2 separate regions of the Ovis aries genome follow, and region 1 is linked to region 2. A link is a contact called in public Hi-C data. All regions are on one chromosome and are shown on one strand. Each heading gives the region's core, a stretch centred on a gene start, on an enhancer-like site or on the middle of the called end of the contact. The rest is flanking DNA. Distances are from core to core; before and after follow the strand shown. Region 1 overlaps SUSD6 (sushi domain containing 6). Region 2 holds the start of SUSD6 (sushi domain containing 6).

What was found. Hi-C and Micro-C count contacts between places; a contact is called where the count stands out from the background.
Region 1: a contact with region 2 is called in a Hi-C map of liver, with 2.4 times the contacts expected there. The contact joins the enhancer-like site here to the promoter of SUSD6 in region 2. A contact is called at or near these places in 6 of 16 Hi-C or Micro-C datasets (blood, hypothalamus, liver and 3 more).

What each region holds. Positions count from the first base shown.
Region 1 is chr7:79,497,366-79,503,401 of ARS-UI_Ramb_v3.0, forward strand. The region is part of intron 1 of SUSD6 (sushi domain containing 6); the gene reads left to right. Among named protein-coding and RNA genes, the nearest start is that of SUSD6, 39 kb to the left of the region's middle. Within about 2 kb of position 3,561, at least 14 of the 54 cell types and tissues checked have an H3K27ac peak or open chromatin away from gene starts, as enhancers often do. A contact at or near this core is called in liver, where this site is marked.
Region 2 is chr7:79,458,713-79,464,573 of ARS-UI_Ramb_v3.0, forward strand. SUSD6 (sushi domain containing 6) reads left to right here and starts at 2,919. Exons shown (of 7, transcript XM_060418213.1): 1 at 2,919-3,167.

The sequences.
Region 1 (6,036 bases), core at 2,311-4,810, 39 kb after region 2:
TGAGGATATACTGGTAACTGTCATGCTTCTCCAAGTTGATCTCCCTTCCTTTCCATCTAACCGCCTGAAAAGAATAAAAAGAAGGGACTTATCTGGCAGTCCAGTGGTTAAGACTGTGCATTTCAGCGCAGGGGGTGTGGGTTCAATCCCTGGCCCTGGTCGGGGAGCTAGGATCCCACGTGCCTTGAGGCCCAAAGACCAAAACATAAAACAGAAGCAATACTGTGACAAATTCAGTGAAGACTTTAAAAATGGTCCACATCAAAAAAAGAAAAGAAAAAAAGGAGAAGGTGACTTAAAGAACCAGAGGATTTTGGAGCCAGAGAAGCTCTTCAGGTGGTGATCATCTAGCTCAGCCTTTTACATTTTCAGATTATGATGACAATAATAGATGGTGAAAACTAGAACACCTATTTTTGACGACTTACTGAATACAGGCAATGTGCTCAGTGCTTTACATGTAATTCCCATGTGATACTTAGACCATATGATATACTTACACCATACTCATACCATATGATAACATGTGTTACATGACATGATGCCTACAAGGTAGCTATTGTTAGTGCAAGTTTAAAGATAAGGATAATGGAGGTCCAAAAGATTGGATAACTATATTGGGGTTCATGCTGAAGCGGCTGTTGTGCAGAGAGGTGAAACATCATGCTTTTTCAAGGTCAGGTTTTCCAGTTAGAGGCAGAACATGAGTAGAATCCAGATCTCCTGACCTTGAACTCAGTAAGCCTGTATTTTCGTTTTCACCTGAGAATCCATTCTCTATGGTCATTTTAGCCTCATTTCTCGCTCAACCCCTTTTAATTTCAGTGAAATCAAATGAAACAAAGTAAGGAGTGGTTTAGAGTTGGGGGTTTTGGGTGAGTTTTTACAGTTTATTTTTAAATAGGCAGCATTCCCAGACTGACTGGGAATGTAGCAGAAGGCCTGAGAACCAGGCAGTGACACAGACCTGTTTATGCCCTCCCACGTGAGAGCCTTTGGAAAGCGATCCACAGGGATGGTAAAAAGCAAACACGACTGCTTCAGCCAGTTCTCTTGGGTTTGCTATTTTTGACCTGGAGGAGGTGTTTTCCTGCACAGCCGTGAGTATGTACTTAGAAGACCAGAATCTAGCACCTAAACATCCCCTGAGTAAAGATATATAGCTACGTTTATTTCCTGTTGCCAGACAGCAGCAGTCAGCAGCTCTTGGCAGAAAGAATTGTCACTGTTTAGTTTTTCCTCTTTCCCTCTGCCATCTTTTCGGTGAATTGTTCTTCCGTTTTTTTTTTTTTTTCTTTCTTTATAATTAGATCTGTGGATGCAGAATGGGTCAGAGAGCTCACTAAATCTGTGCATGACCGTCAAGGTCCAGCTCAAAGCTTCCTCTTTCACCTCCCCCTGCTCCCAACCAGAATCCTTTGTTCTTATGGCCTCTGTGTTCTCATAGCACTTTTTTTTTTAATTAAAAAAAAAAAACCCTAGTAACAGTTTCACAGTGCTCTATGGATAAACATATAATTCCTCTCATGGAGACTGTGAATTCCTTGAGAGTAAGAACTATGCCCCACGTCATCTCTGTGACCACCCAGGCCTTGCACTGAAGACAGCCAGTAAATATTTGCTGAATTGCAGTATAGTTACTGCAAACATAGAGCCCTAAGAAATCGGATTTAGCAAATCAGCGTCCCAGCTTTTATTTGCCAAGTGAGTATTGAAACCTGCTCTGCTCAGCTCTGATGGAAACCAAGCAGAGGGCTGTGATGACACGTAGATGCATCTTTGGGTCCAGGAACCAATTACAGCCATGTCTGTCAAGCATCTGTTTTCCTGACTGGCAAAACTTCAGGATTTATCTATCCGTCTCCCTTCCTGTTTTATATCTGCTGCTACTTTGCCATCTTGTGTTTCCTACACACATTATGAGGTTTGGGGTTTATCTTTATTTTCCGCTTCTGTGAACAAATAAATGTTGAACACTCTGGGGCACAGAAAGAGGCAGTTGGTGAGCTCTGCAGAAATTTACCACCTGCAGTAAATGTAGTATACAACAGTTAAGTAACTGTGAGTGGTCCACAGGAAAGGTTATGATCAGTTCTCCCAGTCTTCATGCAGTGATGCTGTGGCTTCAGAAGAGCTGTCCCATGTTGTGGGCTCAGTTGATGAGTTTTCCCAGAGGAGATGCAAATAAGCTTGACCTTGTATTGGGAAAAAAAGAGTAGGGAGCCCTCTGCAGTATGAAAGCAGGAGGAAAGACTTCTAGGTCCCTTTGATTGCATTTATCTGTAAAATAATGGCACAATGGCACCTATATAATGAGGTAATGAGAGAGAGTGTATGCGGGTGTGTGTATCTCAGTCCTGTAAACTCTGCCCTTATCCTGTCCTACAGCATATTTACGCTGTAGGACATATTTAGGAAAACCTCCTTGGTCCCTCTAGACACATATCACTTCAGGATGCTCACGTACAAGGTTATATGATTTGGAGGGAGGCATGTTCAGTTCCTTAAAAATATATTTTTAGAACTTCACGGGAGAGACCTCTGGAGGTTTACTTGTTTAACCTCGTGGCTCTTCTTTCTTCTAAACTAACTGTGTTTTGGGCCTTTTCTCAGGACAACAGTGTCCTTTGGGAGTTTCGTGTGGGCTCAGTCACAGCCTGTTAGAGCAGGAAGGGGCCTCCAGCAGTGCTCATGTGAGGGCCCCGTATTCCAGATGCTGTTCTGATCCTTCACGTTGATTCCGTTTCCACCTCCCAACAGCCCAATAAGGTGGGTATTATTTACCCATTTTGTGGATGGGAACTGGAAATAGTTTGCCCTGGACCACCTAATTAGCAATGTCCACGCAGACCAGAGGTTCTTACCCAGTCTGCTGGCGTCTTTCCATGGGTCCAGCCTCTCTGAGTGAGACGAACAGGAAACTGTTTCAGTTTTTCTGATGAGGAAGCAGAGGCATCGGGAGGCAAAGTCTCTGTCCTGGTTCAGGCCGTCAGTCCAGAGAAGAGATACTTTCCTGCCTTCAGGGTTGGAAATGGATGGCCTGAGCCAAGGCACTCTGCCGTGTCTCTCATTTTCCCTGTCCTGAGTCTGTCTGTGTTTTTTTTCCATCCTTCTCTCTTGCATTTTTCTATTTCTCTCTGGGCCCCTACAGCTCTGTGGTGATCCTTGCCTGTGTGTGTGTGGAGGCTGGGTTTTTTCTTGTTGTTGTTAGTTGTTTGTTATTTTTGGAAAGGGCTTTAGGAACACTGGGTATGGATGGCCTGTACACATGTGGTGATGGATTGATTAAGCTCTAAATGGAAAAGCGGCATCTCCTGAGTTTGTTGCAGTGCAGAGGGAGGTAGATGCTAGGATATGTCTGCTCTGGGGAATAAAGAAGAAGGATTTAACATTTCTTCCTTCTAGTCAGAACTTTTGTTGACTTCTGTTTCAGAGGAAATACTTCGGGGCTCCTCCTTTTCCTTAGAAGACATTCCAGATCGCTTAAAACTGAAAGGACATTGGGGGATCATCCAGGCCCATGCGGTGAGTGCCAGGAAGAATGAATGACTCATCTGAGGCCCAGCCACTGCTGGTTGGTGGTGCTAGGACTTGAGGGCTGTCTCCTGCCTGCAGGACCAGGCTGCAGTCATCCTGCTGGGTTCTAGAAAAGAGTCATTAGAGGTGATTACAGGGAAGAGTCCATGTATCTGCTGATGTTCCTGCTGTCTGAAGCCTGAGGAACAGGGTAGGGAGAACAAAACAGCAAGAGGCTGTAGTGAGCAGTTTGGGCAAGAAAGACAAGAATACGGGGATATCCGAGCAATTCAGAAAAGCCTCCCGTACATGCCTTACCCTGGCTTCAGTGGTTTCTGAGAAAGTGAAAGGGTTAGTTTCTCAGTCTGACTCTTTGCGACCTCATGGACTGTAGCCCGCCAGGCTCCTCTGTCCATGGAATCCTCCAGGCAAGAATACTGGAGTGGGTTGCCATGCCCTCCACCAGGGGATCTTTCTGACCCAGGAGTCGAGCCTGCATTGCAGGTGGACTCTACCATCTGAGCCACCAGGGAAGCACCAGGAAGTTTTTCTGAGAAAAAACTGAGGGTTATTTTTGTGATTTGTAGGAGGTAAATTTTAACAAGACTCTGATGTTTGTGTCCTTTGGACTTTGACCTTGTTTGTGTCCTTGACTGGAGATGAAAAGGAACTGGATAAAGTAACATTATGACTCTCAAGGATCTCAGAGTCCAAAAGACAACTTCGTGCCTATTGAAGTATTCAGCTGTTGGTGGCATAAAAGAAAGGGGAAGATACAGAGGTTAGTAAGATAGGAAGGAGCCGTTTATCCCCAGGGAGGGAAAAAGTGAACTGAAGACATCTAGAAGTAATGTAATTTTGTCATTTTATGGGGGAGGAATGGGAGGCATTTAGGTATCTTTTGCTGCTTCGGCCCAGCCAAATCAGGATGAGTGAGAGTGAAGCCGGGAGAGAGGGAGAGGCAAGGAGGGCCCCACGGCACACTCGCTGCTCTTATCACACCCTTTGAGGAGCTCTGAACTCCACAGAGAGCTAACACTTATTTCCTGTACAATCTGAAATGCAAGGGTTAAATTCTGTTCTGACTTCATGAACTGTTGTCTTCCCCCCATCACACGGTAGTATGGGGGTTGGTGAAGATGGTTAATCAAAGGAACAAACTTATTCTAGATTCTCCATCACCACCATCCCCTTTCCAGACTAGGCTGAAGCAAGGAAAGGATTTCTGTTGGTCTTACCTATTCACTTACCCCTTATAACTAATGGAGAGATGGCCACGACTTAGGAAATAATCTGTCCTGAGTGACTCATGTAAACTGAGTCTGAGCCGTAGAGAAACCCAGGTAGCCTCTGGGAGGCAGGTGGAGCTGAGTCAGGACCCTTAGCCTCCACAGAGGAGGGATCAGTAGAGTGTGACCTGACCGCGCCTCCAGCAGGACTGTGACATCCTCCACCTGAGGAGCAGGGAGAATGGGGCCGTGCGTGCAGGAATGGGCCCCAGGCACAGGGGCTACTAGGAGCTGGGCCCTGGGTGCCCTGGCTGTTCCAAGGTTCCCCCTTGCTGCTGCTGCCGCCTGTCTAGGCTGTGAGCCATTTTTCAGGGTGACTCTTAGGATACCTTTAATCTTAGCAGGCTCTTTGGTTCATCTGGAAGCATCTATGGCAACAACAAGTAAGCAAACAGTGTGAATTCGGAGCTCGTGTTACAGGCTGTCCTCAGCCCCAGAGGCGTGGCATGCTTATTGTCATCGTTCTCATGAGCAGTCTTCTCAGGTCACCTTCTGCTGTCTTGGCTTAGAGGCTGAGACTGTGAGTAGAAGGCCTGAGTCTTACCAGTTCACAGAGGAAGCAGTCCCTTCCATTTTGTCTCTTTCGAGCCTTAACTAGAAACTAGTGAGATAACTCTGGAGAAGGCAGTGGCACCCCACTCCAGTACTCTTGCCTGGAAAATCCCATGGACGGAGGAGCCTGGTGGGCTGCAGTCCATGGGGTTGCAAAGAGTCGGACACGACTGAGCGACTTCACTTTGGCTTTTCACTTTCATGCATTGGAGAAGGAAATGGCAACCCACTCCAGTGTTCTTGCCTGGAGAATCCCAGGGACAGGGGAGCCTGGTGGGCTGACGTCTATGGGGTCGCACAGAGTCGGACACGACTGAAGCGACTTAGCAGCAGCAGCAGTGAGATAACTCAAGCTTGGTTCTCACAGCTTCCATTTTACAGATGAGGAAGCAGAGGCAGAGGTGAGGGCAGTGTCCTTCCTCTTGGCTCTGGACAGGAAATGAATGTTTACGACCGTCACATTCAGCAGGGCACAGTCACTGAAGCGTTTGATGTTCTGTGTTCACAGAGGTGGGAGGGGCCCGATGGCAGTCCAGATCATGGTGGTCTCCTTTTACCACAGGCTGTTGAGGTGGCAGCAAGAATCCCAAGAAGGAGAATCAGAAGGGTGAATGTAGGTTTTTCCATAACTCTTCCTCACCTCACGTTTTGGAAGGAAATGCTGGCTGTTGGAGAAAGA
Region 2 (5,861 bases), core at 1,669-4,168:
GTGATGGGACCAGATGCCATGATCTTAGTTTTCTGAATGTTGAGTTTTAAGCCACCTTTTTCACTCTCCTCTTTCACTTTCATCAAGAGGGTCTTTAGTTCTTCTTCGCTTGGTGATGTCATCTGCATATCTGAGGTTATTGATATTTCTCCTGGTGATCTTGATTCCAGCTTGTGCTTCCTCCAGCCCAGCGTTTCTCATGATGTACTCTGCATAGAAGTTAAATAAGCAGGGTGACAATATACAGCCTTGATGTACTCCTTTCCTTGTTTGGAAACAGTCTGTTGTTCCATGTCCAGTTCTAACTGTTGCTTCCTGACCTGCATACAGATTTCTCAAGAGGCAGGTCAGGTGGTCTGGTACTTTCATCTCCTTAAGAATTTTCAGTTTGTTTGGTCAACACAGTCAAAGGCTTTGGCATAGTCAATGAAGCAGATGCTTTTCTAGAACTGTCTTGCTTTTTCCATGATTCCACAAATGTTGGCAATTTGATCTCTGGTTTCTCTGCCTTTTCTAACAGGTTTCTCAGGAGGCAGGTAAGGTGGTCCAGTATTCCCATCTCTTTAAGAATTTTCCAGTTTGTTAGAGGAGGAAATTGAGCAGGGAGGGAGGGTGTCCACCTTCTGCAGTGAGTTTGGATCTCGGAAATGTTAAAAAACAAAATTCAACCCAATAACTTTGAAGAATTAGTTGACTTTATTCAATGGCTCAGGAATCAGGGAGAATCCCATCTAGCTATAAGGGCACCTAATCCCAACTATAAGGGCACTCAGAGGGGCTGTACAAAATGGAAGGTTTTTTACGGGGGGGTGGGGGGGGAAGGGTGGGGCAAGGGACCTATTGTTAAAGAAAAGAAAGTGGTGGGGAGGGAAGAAGTGCCAAGGGTTTTATTACGCAGATCGTTTCTTTTTCTCTTGGGGAATAGAGAAGGTCCCTGTGACAGGTTATTATGTGACAGCTCCTCATTGGTGCTGACCAGAAAATTCCAAACTCGTTAAGATTACATTTATGGTAAAGATTGAAACTGCAATTCGGCTTGGTATTAAATCTAGCTTTGGAATCATGGGCTTTAGCACAAACGACGCCATTTTGGGCCTGTGGGTTTTCTCTTTTACAGAACTCAGGGAGGAAAGAAGGCAGAACAAGGACAGGCTTATGGAAAAGGAAGCAGCAGCGGTAATGCAGGGCCCAGAATGGGAGGGTTTCCTTGCTGCTGCTGCTAAATCACTTCAGTCGTGTCAGACTCTGTGCGACCCCATAGACGGCAGCCCACCAGGTTCCCCCATCCCTAGGATTGTCCAGGCAAAAACACTAGAATGGGTTGCCATTTCCTTCTCCAATGCATGAAAGTGAAAAGTGAAAGGGAAGTCGCTCAGTCATGTCCGACTCTTCACGAACCCATGGACTGCAGCCTACCATTCTCCTCCATCCATGGGATTTTCCAGGCAAGAGTACTGGAGTGGGGTGCCATTGCCTTCTCCAGGGTTTCCTTGTGATAGGTGTGTATGCTGGGTGGTGGACATTCTGCTTGCTTTATTTGAACTACCTCAAACATTTGACTGGTTAATCACAGCACTTTTTTAGAGAAGCTAGAATTGGGCTGGGTGAGAGGCCCTGAGAGAGTCTGCCTGACCCAAGCTGCAGCAGAGGCTCTGGGTCCAAGCCCAGACTTTGGCACTGCCTATCAAGTAGGAACGCCTCAACGTTAATTGAGCACCTCTGAGACAAGTATTGTTCAAGACCCTGGGGCGCAAAGATATAAAATCAAAACTTTTTGTCATTAAGGGGTTATTCTCTGGTGGCGCAGTGCTAAAGAATCTGCCTGCGGATAGAGGAGACGCGATTCCATTCCAGGGTTGGGAAGATCTCCTGGAGAAGGAAATGGCAACCCACTTCAGTATTCTTGCCTGGGAAATCCCATGGACAGAGCAGCCTGGTGGGCTCCAGTGCATGGGGTTGCAAGAGTGGGACACGACTTAGCTACTAAAACAGCAATAAAGCCCTGTAAACACAAGCAGAGGACTTATCTCCTATGGCCGCAGGGGGACCACCTACATATAGAGAGAGATGCTGTAACCATAAAGTGTTCAAACTGCTTGCATACTGTATGTTGGAAAATAGCCCTGGGAGACAAAGCTCAGGCTGGGAAATAAAGCCAGGAATGCGGCGAGGTACTAGGGCCGACACTGACAGCCCTCGCGCTGAACTTCAGTTTTCTCAACTTTGAGATCCGTTGCGTGTTTTTAGAGTGCCAAGGAATCCCTTTTAGGAAAGCCTGTTAAAATAGATTTTTAACCGGCTTAAAGACTACAGTCGTAGCCTTTTTGAATCAGAATGGCTGAACGAGGGACCCTTTTACACCCCTACCCCCGGGACAATGTGACGCTGGTAGGCTTCGCAACAACAACAAAAACAACAGCTTAGCGACGGGCCTGAAGAGGGATTCCTAAGTCCTAAGCTAAGGCAGCAGGAACGAAAGCGCCTAGTCGACCGGAGAGCAAACCGATCCTTTGCAAATAACAGTACTCCAAAAAACCAAACCATAGCCGAATAATACAAATAATAATACAAACAATAAGAGCAGAAGAACTGGAAAGGCTAAGCGCAAAGCCGTCGCAGTCAGTCCGCAACTCCTCCTCCCAGTCTACTCTAGCGGAGTCGGCGTGACGGTCCCTTTAAGAACTCCCTTTCTTCCTCGGTCTCGCCTGCCGAGGGGCGTGCGGGCCGGCCGGCAGCGCGTGCGCGCTGGCAGCAGTCTACCGGCCGGGCCTTTTCCCCAACGGGACGATCGCGGCGGCGCGACGCCGGCGCTCGTTACGTGCGCGCGCGTGGCCCCGCCCCTCTCCCGCCCCTTCCCCTCCCCCGTCTGCGCCCTCCCCCGTCTGCGGCCTCCCCCGCCCGCGCCGTACAGCTGGCCCAGTGACGCGAGCACTGCCACTGCTGCCGCCGCCGCCGCCGCCGCGGTGTTCCATTCTCCTCAGCCGGCGACAGTCTCGTCCCCCTGCCACCGGCCTCCTCCTCACGCAGCGCCGGCCAGACGACGGCACGCGCGCGGGGGCTCGCGTAGAGCCGAGAGGGCTGCGGGCGCGCGCGGGCGACGGAGCGGATCCCAGCGCCGCGGAAGCTGCGAGCGCCCCCCTCCCGGAGGTCGCCGCGCCGTCCCCCCGGTGAGTTGTCACCGCGGCCGGGGAGCGGCGGCGGGGCCGGGCATTGTGTCACAGGAGCGCCCGACCGGGCCGGCTGTCAGGGGCGCGGGGCCGGCGCGCACCGCCCAGGAGGGGGACGGCTTGGGGAGCCCGGGCGGCCGTCCCGAGTCGGCTGCTGTCCGCGCTTCCTGCCCCGGCGCCCCGGGCTGTCACCCCGACGCCCCGGGCGGCGAGCCCCGGTGCTTGGCGTGGGCCGGGAGGGCTGGCGGGGTGGGCTGTGAGCCGAGGCCGGGAGGAGCACCGACCGGCAGGCGTACGGCCGGGAGCTTGCTGGCCGGGACCGGGGCGCGCTGCCTAGGGGCCTCGCCGACCGTGCGGGGTCGCGTTCCGGGCCGGAATTCAGGGTGGAGACCGCACTTTGCAGGTCGCAGGAGAGGAGGTAGGCAGAGGCTTGCTTTTCTTTATTACTTGTTAACCGTTTTCGCGTCAGGGCCAACGAAAGCGGCGGGTCCCGAGCTGGGGCAGGGTCAGCTTAGCGATGGTGGACTTCGCAGGACAACCTTGGAGCCCAGTTGTGCAAGCCCCGGAGCTTTCTGGAGCTCCCGCGTCTAGTCTGGTCTTTAATCTCCAAAACTTCATTATTATCCGGGCTGAGACGCACCGAAACCACTTCCTGTTTGTGTATGTAGACTTTTTTTTTTTTTTTTTAATTTCTGGTTTTTAGAAACTCCAAATATTGGTGTCGGTCTGACCCTCCCACAGGGTTGTGACTGTGGGGGCAGCTGAAGTGAGAAAAGTTACCCCGTAAGGGAGGTCAGGAGAAGGAGGTGGTTTGGGGCACCGTGAGACCCAAGAGAAAAGAATCGTGGAAACAAATCTTTATAGCTGGTTCAAGGGAAGTTCAGCAAGGAGGCCTGATGCTGCTGTTCCCTAGAATCTCCTCTGGTGGCAGGTACTTCCTCTGGCTATTTCTCAGATCACTTGCATCCTTATCTCTTTCTTCCAGGTCCACATTGATGGTATGTTTGCACAACATTGGCTTATTCATACATTCTTTTCTTTAGTTTCTCGAAGTATTGGTGATATAGAATATATGCCAGGCACTGTGTGCTGGGTATTCGGGTTACTGCAGTGAATAAGACAGAACCCAGCCATTCCTTACAGAGTTCACAGTTTTTAAATCAACTCATTTGGGATTATGTTGGTAATTTTCACTGGTGGCCATTGCTGCTTAAGGAAGTTCTGCTCAGTGTGTTAATAGGGGACAGTACTGGTACAAGGCCTGATAAATAGAAATCCCTGTCCACAGAGTGGCTTTTTGGGTACTGTAGTAGAAGTGTTCTGTGAAACCAAACCTCACCTACAGTTAGATGAGGCGGGTCCCTGATCAGAGTAAGACATCCCAGGGCTCCCCCTCCACCGCCACCACCACCCTGCCGTGCTTAAACCCTCCGAGCAAACCTGTTGTCAGATGGCAGAGTTCAGCTTATTTGCTGGAGGCTTGCCTGCTCAAAGGTCACAATTTGGGCAGATAGAAACAAAAGGAAGAAACGTAGAATGAGCTGTTACAGATGCAGGCTGGCAGACGATGAGCCCTCAGCACTTTGGTCTCCTGGCTGGTCTCCACCATGTGGTGGTTGAACTTGTGCTGTCATGTAATGGTCTCTTCGTAGGGGATTTCCTCCCTTGCGATGGCCAGGGCAGCAATCTCTATAGCTGCCCCCCTCCACCCCCCATAACACACGTATGCACCCTCCAAAGGGAATTATTCACCTGACTTCTTAAAAGTAAGAACATATTTCAAGTTTATTGCTACTCAGCATTATGCGTTTCCATCCTCCAGGAAAAAAATTTGCCTTATGTTTTAAATCTTGTTCTCTTTTTCCACATTCTTAGCTCTTTGATAACCAGATAACTACTGGTATCTGTCTGTGGCCTGGAGAATTATAGTACTGTGTCTTTGAAAAAATTCGTGAGTCATGTAATCTTCCTCATTTCTGTACGAAAACAGTTGAACTGGGGAGAATGTCTTTAGCAGAGCCTCTTGTAGGCTGAGAAGAAAGGCCGGAGAGCACATGTCCTCATCTTCCTCTGTAGTTCTCCGTTGACCAAGGGGCGATTTGCGGAGAGGGACATGATGCCTGTGTCCAGGCTTGACGTGCCCACTTGGAGGCCTGAATGTCTGCAGACCCACCAGGCCCAGTTGTGTAATTGCCATGCAGGAAGCACTTTATTGAGCTCCTAAACTGACATGTGATCTCCTAGTGAAAGCTGACAAGCAGGATTCCTTTTCCCTCTTCCATCCGCCTGGACAGTAAGGAAGTCTTGTCGAGGGGGTATTCCCTCAGGCAGTAGGAGAAACAGGAGAAGGGACAAGGAGACGGAGAAGCCCAGTGCCTTTTTTGTTTTTAACTTTGAAGGCAGATATTACTGTGATGTAGACTTGAGTGCAGATTTGCTTCTTGGGCTAAGAGTAAGCATTGGGATAAATGCTTGTATGTTGATAGAGATTCTTTCTCCTGGTCGAGATGGCTTCAGGCTAGGGTCCACCCACATATCCGACTAGGGTGAGGCTTAACTTAATGGAGTGAGTTTTTAAAAACTTAATATTCTTAAGTTACATTGCCACATTGCAGGAAACTTGAAACTAGAGCGGTGAGAAATAAGGCCCGTAATATGCCGGTGTTGTTTCCTTATTGGTTGGAATGAAGGATG